Linked DNA regions of Mus musculus: region 1 is linked to region 2. The links are chromatin contacts, called in public ChIA-PET maps. All regions are on one chromosome and are shown on one strand. Each heading gives the region's core, a stretch centred on a gene start, on an enhancer-like site or on the middle of the called end of the contact. The rest is flanking DNA. Distances are from core to core; before and after follow the strand shown.

Region 1 (4,736 bases), core at 1,524-4,023, 120 kb before region 2:
TGATGAGTTGTGAAAGGACATGATCTGTGAGGGCACTGAGGAGACATGGAAGAACTGGCATTCTGTAATAACGGATCGTGTCAACTAGGAGATGTGGTGGGAAAGGGGGATACATTTGAAAAACAGAGATTTCGTGTGGCAGAGAGCTAATTATCCTGACATCTAATCTTCCAGGAGGCTAACAGTTAGTTCAACTGCTAACAGTCACCAAGGAGTGAGCTGCGGAGATATTTTAAAATATGCCTTTCTTTTCTTTTCTTTCCTTTTTTTTTTTTTTAAGATCCAACATGCCTACATCTGATAGTCAGATCCTTAAGGACCAGCTGCTGGAGGAAAGTCTAAAGTCCTCTGTTCAGCTTTGCTTTAGACAGTGAGAGGTTATTAGCAATAATAATGGCCATTCCTGCACACTCCTAGAACCCACTAGACTTTGAAGGTTCATAGCACCTCCAAGCGAATCACCCAGTAAAGTATTTCTTGTTGCTATTTTTATCTGATTCTATTTAATAGTTTGGGAAAGTAGTCTGAGGGCTTTGGAGGGAGAAAAATCAAAAGCAATGCCTAGGTGGGGTTTTAATTTCAGAATATGCTGTAATTGCCTTTGTTAGGTAAATGTATGACGTAAGACTGTTCTGGGCACTACGCATAAGTGGAATCATGAATTTCTGAAGAACTCTGGGAAACGGGCTTAGTCGTTATTGGTCTTCTCTTATAAATAAAGAAACAAGTTCAGACAGGTTCCTTGCCTAGCATTACACAGAACACTCACGGAGGTGCAGGTTGCAGGCAGCCTCTCTTCCCAGCCAAATGTGAGTGTATGAGTGACTCTCACGTGCTTTACCATCTGCTTGTGGGCTCCGTAGGCTCCGCACTCTGTGCTCTTGGGTTTCCTTGGACATTGCGTCACACAGAGGACATGTTAGGCTCTGCTGGCTTCTTCTGGTCACTGACTCGACACATGTGTGGATGGAGTGTGGGCCCACGCAGACATGACCCCTGACTATATATGGCCCAGAAGCAACAGACCTGGAACAGACTGTTTAAAACTCATAACCATGAGCAAGCATGCAAAGATCTCTGAAGATAAAATGGGCGTTGTCAGGGGGTACAATTACATAAACTGTCTCTGTCTTTCTCTTCCCTGAGAACACTTATAACCTCAAGTCACGTGTAGGCAACAATACAAACCACGAGGTCAACACAGTTCTATTCTGCCTTGAAGCTTAGGCTGATCTGTAAAAGCCCATGTTCTCTCATTTCAACAACATCCTTTTTTAAAGGCCTTTCCTTGAGGGTCCTGCTAGGCTCACCCTCGTCCTTAACATTGATAGAATGCCTTAGAGTTGACTGACGTTTTCCCCATCCCATCCATCTTTTCAAGCATCTTGAGAGTGATGCTGCTGAGCCCTTCATTTCTTAAGCGATAACAGTATTTCTGAGCTCTCTGCTGCGTGCCAGGCCCTGAGCTAAGCACTTCATGGGCTACATTCAATTCATCTTCATAAGAGCTCTGTGAAGCAAATACAACACACGGTGACATGTTTGTGGCCGAGAGAAGTGATTTGTCTAAAGTCTGGCAGCTGCGAGGTGAGGGAACAGACTCTGTACAGCTTGGTACTCTGAGCTCTGGGTACATCAAAGGGAGATATGACTTCTCAGAGTCAATTTTGAACAGTAAAGGGCAGTGCAAAGACTTTCCTCCGTAATCTAGATGCTTCTACATATCTAAGGAGGTGTGACCACATAAGCTAATGGAAAGATTCTGAAATCAACTGGAGTACAGAGAGATGGAGGGATGCCTTCTGTTTCTATGTAAAGTGACATGTGGTTATTAATGAGTGGCGGGGGGCATACAAAGAGGGTTTGCCTTTTGAGGGCAGACTCATTAGCAAAGGAATTCACCATGTATGACTAAAGTCAATCATAGTGTGTTGACATCTTTGTCAAGGAATGCAGATGCACAGAAAGAAGGGAGACCAACTTAACTTCTAATGCTGTCAGCTATAGGACATGCATCCCAAACAACACAGCCATCAAATATGGAGACTGCCTAGAAAAGATGACTTTGAAACTGTTCACAGACTCAGAACTGCAATTTTCCCGCCAGAACTTCATTATTGTGAAGCCCTTCAGAATGAAGACCCTTTAGACCCTATCTTAATCAACACACAAGTAATCCTACTTATATCAAACACTTCTTCATCTATAAGTACCGTTTCATGTGGCCACTCACATTTTAAAACTCAACCACAAATGAGGTGATCTCATTTGTTTTAAGCATTCTTTAAGACTCAGATTTAAGCTATCCGAAGGAAATTGGTATAGTACAGAAGTGATTCCTAGAAGTACAGGAATAGGCAAAACAATGATAAAACATAAAGGCATGGTCACATATAGGAGAATTTTAAAAATTAGATATAAAGATACGGGCTAATTATAGAGCGGGATTTCGCCCTGGTACTCTACTTCCCTGTCACTAGATGGGGCTCACTAGTTGAGGTTTCTTCCCGCCCAGATTTGGAATTTTGTGTCAGACAACAGAGAGGATTCAACTGGGGATTCGGTTCAGTTCTTGAAAAGATAAGTTATTGGAAGGTTTTCAATGGGACTCCTAATAAGATTGACTTTTTTTTTTTTGGTTGCCACAAAAGTCTTATTGAGCAAAGCTAGCTCTCTCCCAGTTGAACATGAAATGGGTCACTATTAGAAAAGACAGCTTCGCTGTGTTTGTACTTGGGATTAACAGATAAAATAAATAGTTCTTTTCTTCCCACGGGCATTGATGGGGCAGCTTTCTCCGAAATGACTGGAGACTTCTGTTCTTTTCAACAAACACAGCCCTCCAATTAGGGGCTGCAAATAAGATTATATGCCCTGAATGAGCCTGAAAGGGGCCTTTTATAATTAGAAAGTTTGTGTGTGCGAACTGAAGCAGCATTAAGTGCTCACTGTGGCTTCATTAAGAGAAGCTGAACGAAGATTCCCAAACCCTCGTCTGAGTGCTCCAAAATGATAAAATAAAAATTGTGGAGAACAATAAAGTGTATCCTCCCCCTCCTCCCTCCTCCCTTCTCCCTCCTCCCTCTTCCCTCCTCTCTCTTCATCTTCTTTTCCTACTATCACATCCAAGGAGCAGAAACCAATCAGTGCTGTGTGTAAATTAGGCATAGTTTGGAAACACTGCCCTTGAACAATGGACAGTGTTAGAATCCAGGCAAAAAATAAAGGATGAAATCATGGCATCCTTGTGGATAGAGCATATAGTCTATTTCCCTACAAGACTTCGATGATGGCTGCTCTATCTCTTTTATGACATAATGATGTATTGAGAGCTGCTGGCTTTGGCTTAGCCAGGCTTCCTGGACGGTGGACACAGTGGTGATTGTCCGCATCTACTCTTCCAGATCAAGCAGAGCTCAGTATGTGAATGGGCCTCTCCTTCATGAATAGGTTTCCTCTCCACACACACAATGCATTCAGGATTAGTGTCCTGAAGCCCCTAGCATCCTAGAGAATCAGATGCAGCCGTGCAATGCTTCCTCTGACCACAGCTTCCTCTGAGCTAAGGGGAAACGACAAGGCTGGGAAGAGGGAGAAGATGAGCTGAGAGTCTCTAGCTAGGGCAAAAGAGAATAGTTCTAGACATAACAGATGGAATTGTGTCCAGTCTCCAGCTCAGTGGGTCCACATTTCAGGCGCTTATCATGGGGCAGAAGGTATCCCTGAACTGAGTTCCTAGCAGGAGGCAGACTAAGAGCCTCAGTTTACAGTGCTCATGTTCCAGGTGCTTCTTAAACATGTGAGTTGTACATTATATCACCATTCTTTTATCTGGACGGTAGTGTCTGCCTCTCAGGACTAGTAGCTGCGAATTCATATTGCTAGAGATTTCTCTGATATGTAGGAGACAGTCATAAATATTTCATGAATGAATGAACAAACATATCTATCAAATCAGGGGTTTCAAAGTCTTCAAATCCATTTAACACACTCAAACCATAAATATTATCTTCTGATACTTTAACATTCACATACATACATACACACGTGCATATACATGTGCATACACACACACACGCCAGACTTTCTTACTTTACAATCATGGATTCTCTTAGGAGCCAACATTTTATTAATTTTTTATAAGAATATATTTTAGTTTGTTATGCTCAGACCAATTTTCTTTTCCTTTTTTCCTTTTTTTAAAGTGACCATTTCTTTCAATGTTAGACATTTTTGAAGTTTTCTTGAGATACTCTTAGCATCCTAAGCTATTTTCAGACTTCCTTTTTCATCCCTTAAAATCTTGGTGGTTGAGGTGCTAATAAAAGGCCTCCCCTGCTGTAGTAGCACATTCTTATAATTCTAGCCCTTGAGAGACTGAGGCAGGAGGGAGCAGGAGGATCATAAGCCCCAGCAAGCCTCGTCCATAGAGCAAAGCTGTGTCTCAAAACATGATATTTAGGATTAGTGAAGTGAACATCAAACTATAGACTCCCTAGTCTGACAATATCAAGGAGAGTAAATATTTTACTAAACAACAAAATAATTACACCAAAGAATATGTTTAAATAACTTCAACAAAGTTCTGATTTTAAAATTTAAAAAAGGAAAAATTAACAGGGCATGACAGTATGTTCCTGTACTCCTAGAGTTTGGGAGGTAGGGACAGGAGGACCTGCAGCAGGTTGGGGCCAGCTGGGCTCCAGAACAAGACCCGTGCCTCTCAACAATCCAAA
Region 2 (4,928 bases), core at 2,003-4,502:
TTTAGGACATAGTTAATACAGGAAAACAGCCTGGTAGGAAAGCACAGACGAGGTTTACAAAAGGCCCACAGACAAGGTTTCCCAAAGAATGTTGAGAGTGGATTTGAAGCAGAGTTGGGTCTGGCTCATGGGGAGTGAGGGGGTTGGGGGCGGGGAGAGAGACACTTTGTCCCCTGTGACAGGCACAGGGAGAGGAAGGGGTGGTCATGACAGCTCTGCAGATTGGGTGATATAGACAGTCATGGTTCTCCTAGAAAGAATTTGCTTTCTGGAGTAGCTGCAAAGCTAAGTTGTTAGGCAGAATGAGAGGAGGCTGGAGGGATGGGGAGGGAGGTCAGGGGGTTGCAGAGCAAGGGAGACTAAGCTGATTAGGAAGGCACAATAAGATTACCCAGCACCACTGAGATACTTGACATCACTGCAATGAACATATTTGAAATGATACCAATCTGTGAGATTTTCTCCTGAGTCTCAGCAGTTTGGGAATGAGCACAGAGAAGACGGAGGTGGTGAGGGTGAGGGCAAGGAAGATAGAGAGGTGGCGGGAGAATGGTGGGAGTGGGACAGAGGAAGGGGGTGGGCTTGGGGGATTGTGTTTGCAAGAGAGAACCTGAAAAATAGAAAACCCCCGCTAGGTCTAAATTTCAGAGTAGGGGAAGGGAAGACCAGAAGTCTGGCCAGGAAGGAGAGGGGCTACCAGAGGAGAGGGCAGCCCCAGCTCTGGCACAGCTGCAGTAGTTGAGGCCTCACAAGGTGCACAGACAGCTGGGGTGGAATGGGGGGCAGGATTTCAGATAGGGACTCTCGGGTGGGGGCTAGGGTTGTGGCAGATATGGCAGCTAGCATCAAAGTGACTCCAAAGACTGAAATGGCAATAAACAGCCGTGAAGTAGAAAGGATATTTTGAGATTGGAAAGACCTAGGTCAGGACACGGCCTCACTGCTCATCTGTTAAGTAGTCCCAGATAAGCCTGAGTATCTCCTTGCATTCAGCTTCAATCGCCTTCTCTTGTATTACAGCCACGGTAGAACATTGGTCATACTATTGTATAAAGTGGTATGTGTAAATACAGATATAGTTATATGTGTAAGTACAGATTTAGTTATATGTTTAAGTACAGATATACTAATATAGTCATATGTGCCTCTGAAATAGATGCCTACCCAATATGTATATAAAGCAGTGCCCAACTTGTGACAGGTTAGCTGAAGATTCTTTGACTTCAAGAGGCCCCTGAGTTGACCCATGGGGTCTGTCTCTTTCAAAACAATATCAACAAATGCCATAGAAACTTCAGTATGTCATTATAAACAGGCTTATGTCAGATCATCTCCCTCAGCTATTGGTGAATAACAATTGTTCTGCCCCCACCCCGCACCAAAGGCTCAGGGAAGATCACAGAGGAGAGGGCAGAGAGGATGCAAGAGCTGGAGGGTGGGAAGGGATACTGTGAGATGCTGTTTTCAGGACACAGCCTGGCCACAGCACCCATGAACTCCCAACACCTACAGGGGCCTGCACAAGAACTGTACAAGATAAAGCCAACAAGATCAGTCTGTATTCCAATGGGCTGACTAATTGGACTCTGTGGGTTTTATTAAGTAGAGGATTTGAACAGGGGAAGAGACCATGTCAGAGATGCAAGGGAGAGCTGGGGTGGGTATGATCGAGATATATTGTTTACATCTATAAAACTGTCAACGAATAAATGAGAGATAACCTATTCGAAAGGTAACTGTGCTAAGTACATTTAAGGTAAGCGAGACTAAGCTGCATTGTTCAGTCACTAAAGTCTAGTAAATGTATTTTTGACAGTTCTTCAACTTCATGATAGGTTTATTAGAAAACAGTCCACTGTAAGTCCAGGAGCACTTACACAGAAATTGCTATCTATATATAGACTTTAAACAGCTATAAATAGATAGTAGTTTATATTTCAAGATAAGAATCAAATTCTCAGCATACAGCAGATACCCCGCCAGCATTAGCCCATCACACATACATACTTCCCCTTCTAATCACCCTCCTTTTTCCACACTTAAGAAAGATAAGAACTGGCTGATTTAAATGATAATCCACAGCTCAAGCCTTAAGCATCTGTCCTTTCAGGCCCTGGGAAGCCTCCTCCGGTGCCCAGAAGACAGAGCCCACAGTGTGCAGCTCTCCAGCCTTTCGGCTGGCATCCTGCAGATGCCCACAGACCTTCCATTCAGAGCTCCTGAGTCCGCAGTGAGCCTCAGAGTAGACTGCAAAGAGCCCATCTTTCAAGCACTCAACCCTGAATATAATGTCTGTGCCTTTTAATTTTTTTTTTTAACTCAGGGAAGTCTGCTCTTGACTCTCGTGAATAAGTAAATTCTTTTTGCCATGTGGAAATTGGTTTAGAAAAATCTATATGTCTCCAGGTTTCACCCATGAATATCCAGCTTGGCCTTGCTCTTTCTGTAACTCAAAAATGACATTACATGTGAAGTGTGTGTGTCTGTGCGTGTGTGTGCGTGTGTGTGTGCGTGTGTGTGCGTGTGCGTGTGTGTGTGTGTGCGTGTGTGTGTGTGTGTGTGTGTGTGTGCGTGTGCGTGTGCGTGTGTGTGTGTGTGGTGGGGGTGGGGGGCTTTGGATGTCTGACTTTCTTGGATATATAGTTCCAAATCTCCTCCCTGGCAGACCCAATGTTCCAAATATGTCCTGAGGTTGTAAAGCAAGCCCTGGCCCTAGACTAGGGCTTTGATACTATGGTTAGTGTTTAGAAACTTCCGTTTCTTATCCAACTTTAAAGTATGTTTTGCAAAAAGTGTCAATACAAGCAACACACTCATCATTTTGCCAAAAGAAAAATTCACCCATGAACCAAGCACGTCAAGAGATCAAAACGCTGTCTCTTGTAGAGTGTCCATCATCAATCCTCATTTGTGAAATATTTGTCATCATGGAATAAAATATACACATACTCTGCAGTGCATAAGTTGTGTGAGCTTCTGGCCCTGCAATCCCCCACCCTGTCACCAGCTCCCCATTGTAGATACATAGAAGTAAAATGTGCAGCTTGGAGAGGGGGCTTCTCCTCTACCCAGCCCACCTGCAGGTGGTCCAAATGAACACCCGAAACTCTCCATCAATCATTGCCAACCATTGTCTGGTACGTGCTCGGCTCTCTTCTAGACACAAAGGGGGTGGGGAGGAGGGATGTAGGAAAGAAACTGCAGGCCTGGTCCTCCCTCACTCTCTAGGGACATTGCCATGGCAACGGGAAGGGGGCAGCTGGGGAGGTGGGGGTGGGAAAAGGGCACCAAACAGGGAGAGGACGGGGCCTCACCCAGGCTCTTGCTGCCTGGTTTTTGCTCACCCAGGTTGCAGCTGCCTCCTTTGTCCTCTGTGAATGAAACCTCTGACTATACTTTCTAGGGCAATTTCCCAAAAGTGTGTCATGAGACAAAGGCAAGATGCTAATGCCCTAAGCAGAAAATAATGGTAATCATTGGTGGCCACCTGATAGATAGGTAAGGAGAAACAAATAGGCCTTTGCTTCAGACCTCTGACACCGCTAGCGACAGTGTGCCTCCGGCTGAGGACCTAAGTCTGGTTACATTGTCCTTGAGGAACCAGGGCCCAAGGGACACCCCGTGAAGGTACAGCTCTTGACTGAACATGCTGGCTCTCACTGTTACTCAAGCCCTTGGGAGGCAGAGACAGGTGGGTCTCTGAGAGTTCAAAGTCAGCTTGGTCTACATAGCTCTCAGGACAGGTTAGTGAGACCCTACGCAGCTCTAGAAGATTCTCGATTGTGTCACTAACCACCATGTTCCCCTCGGTGTTCCTAGGCTAAAGAAACCACTGTAGTGGTGGTGGGGAGGATGTCCTTGCCTTCCTAGTAGGCCTAGGAAATGGTAGAATTTGAAGAAAACCTGAAGGTTGGGCTGCAGGGCTCCACGGGCAGAGAGACACCAAAGGAAGAAAATTCAGGACTCACCATTTCAGGACCTCAGCTCTGCCTCCAGCACTGAAGTCACAAGGGAATCACCGAGTGACCGCTGCTGTTGGGCCAGGACTGAAGGCAGCCAACCCCAACAGAAGGCTCCATGCCCCAGCTCCAAGCCATCTTCCTGAGGTGCCACAGAAAACCAGCCTTTTCTCAGTCCTCTTTCCTCATGGCCCGTGGGCCCCAGGGTCTAACATAAACCGAGCAAGAGTGGTAAGGAAGAGCCCTGTGGCTTGGCATCCTGATCGTCTCACACTGATGCACCGGCCCCTCAGCTTCCCCTAGGCCTTTTGTAACTAGTTGGGCTTTTCTATGTCTGCCCCGATGTCCAAATAATGACATGGAGGCTTATTTTTATTTACAATGCTTATGGCCTTAGCTTAGGGGTTGTCTCCCAACTAGTTCTTAACTTATCTTAACCCGTTTATACTAATCCAAGTTCTGCCACGTGGCTGGTTACCTCTCCTCAGTTTCATACACGGGACTTCCTCTGTGTCCCGGTGGCGAACCCTCCTCTGATTAACCCCCGGAGTTCCCCTTTCTCTCAGCCCGATGTCCCACCTTCTAATCCTAGAAGCTCATTGGCCATCAGATTTTTATTGACAGGTGATGCTTCCACGCAGTACACAAGAGATGTCTCTCCATTCCCCTGCCCTCTGGTCAGTTGTTCCCAACGTTGGATGTTCCTTGTAACCTAGAGGTGTTTGTTTTGCTTTAAACCCCCATGGCCAAGCCTCATCTCACTTAAGTAAAGTCAGAATCGTGGTGAAACTCTGGCGTCGTGCTTTATTCCCTGAGTGATTTCTACCTGGAATCGGAGCGGCCTATTCTTCTGGAAATGGGGTTGCTCAGGAAGCAGAGGGGTTTTTTTTTTCCACCCTTTACTTTTAGCCAAAAGTGTTCTACCTGGGGTACACGCTTTCCTGCTTCGGGGTACCTTTTTGATCATTG

The links. ChIA-PET counts read pairs in DNA pulled down with a chosen protein or histone mark.
Region 1: an RNA polymerase II ChIA-PET map of neural stem cells shows a contact between it and region 2, with 6 times the contacts expected there. The contact joins two enhancer-like sites. A contact is called at or near these places in 2 of 15 datasets of contacts at CTCF or cohesin (the G1E-ER4 cell line and hippocampal excitatory neurons), 22 of 484 Hi-C or Micro-C datasets (brain, cardiomyocytes, cerebral cortex and 14 more) and 4 of 115 datasets of contacts at active chromatin or transcription factors (astrocytes, neural progenitor cells, neural stem cells and 1 more).

What each region holds. Positions count from the first base shown.
Region 1 is chr5:75,345,693-75,350,428 of GRCm38.p6, reverse strand. No RefSeq gene overlaps it. Among named protein-coding and RNA genes, the nearest start is that of Mir7025, 170 kb to the right of the region's middle. Within about 2 kb of position 2,773, at least 12 of the 459 cell types and tissues checked have an H3K27ac peak or open chromatin away from gene starts, as enhancers often do. A contact at or near this core is called in neural progenitor cells, neural stem cells and oligodendrocyte precursor cells, where this site is marked.
Region 2 is chr5:75,221,340-75,226,267 of GRCm38.p6, reverse strand. No RefSeq gene overlaps it. Among named protein-coding and RNA genes, the nearest start is that of Mir7025, 47 kb to the right of the region's middle. Within about 2 kb of position 3,252, at least 23 of the 459 cell types and tissues checked have an H3K27ac peak or open chromatin away from gene starts, as enhancers often do. A contact at or near this core is called in neural progenitor cells, neural stem cells and oligodendrocyte precursor cells, where this site is marked.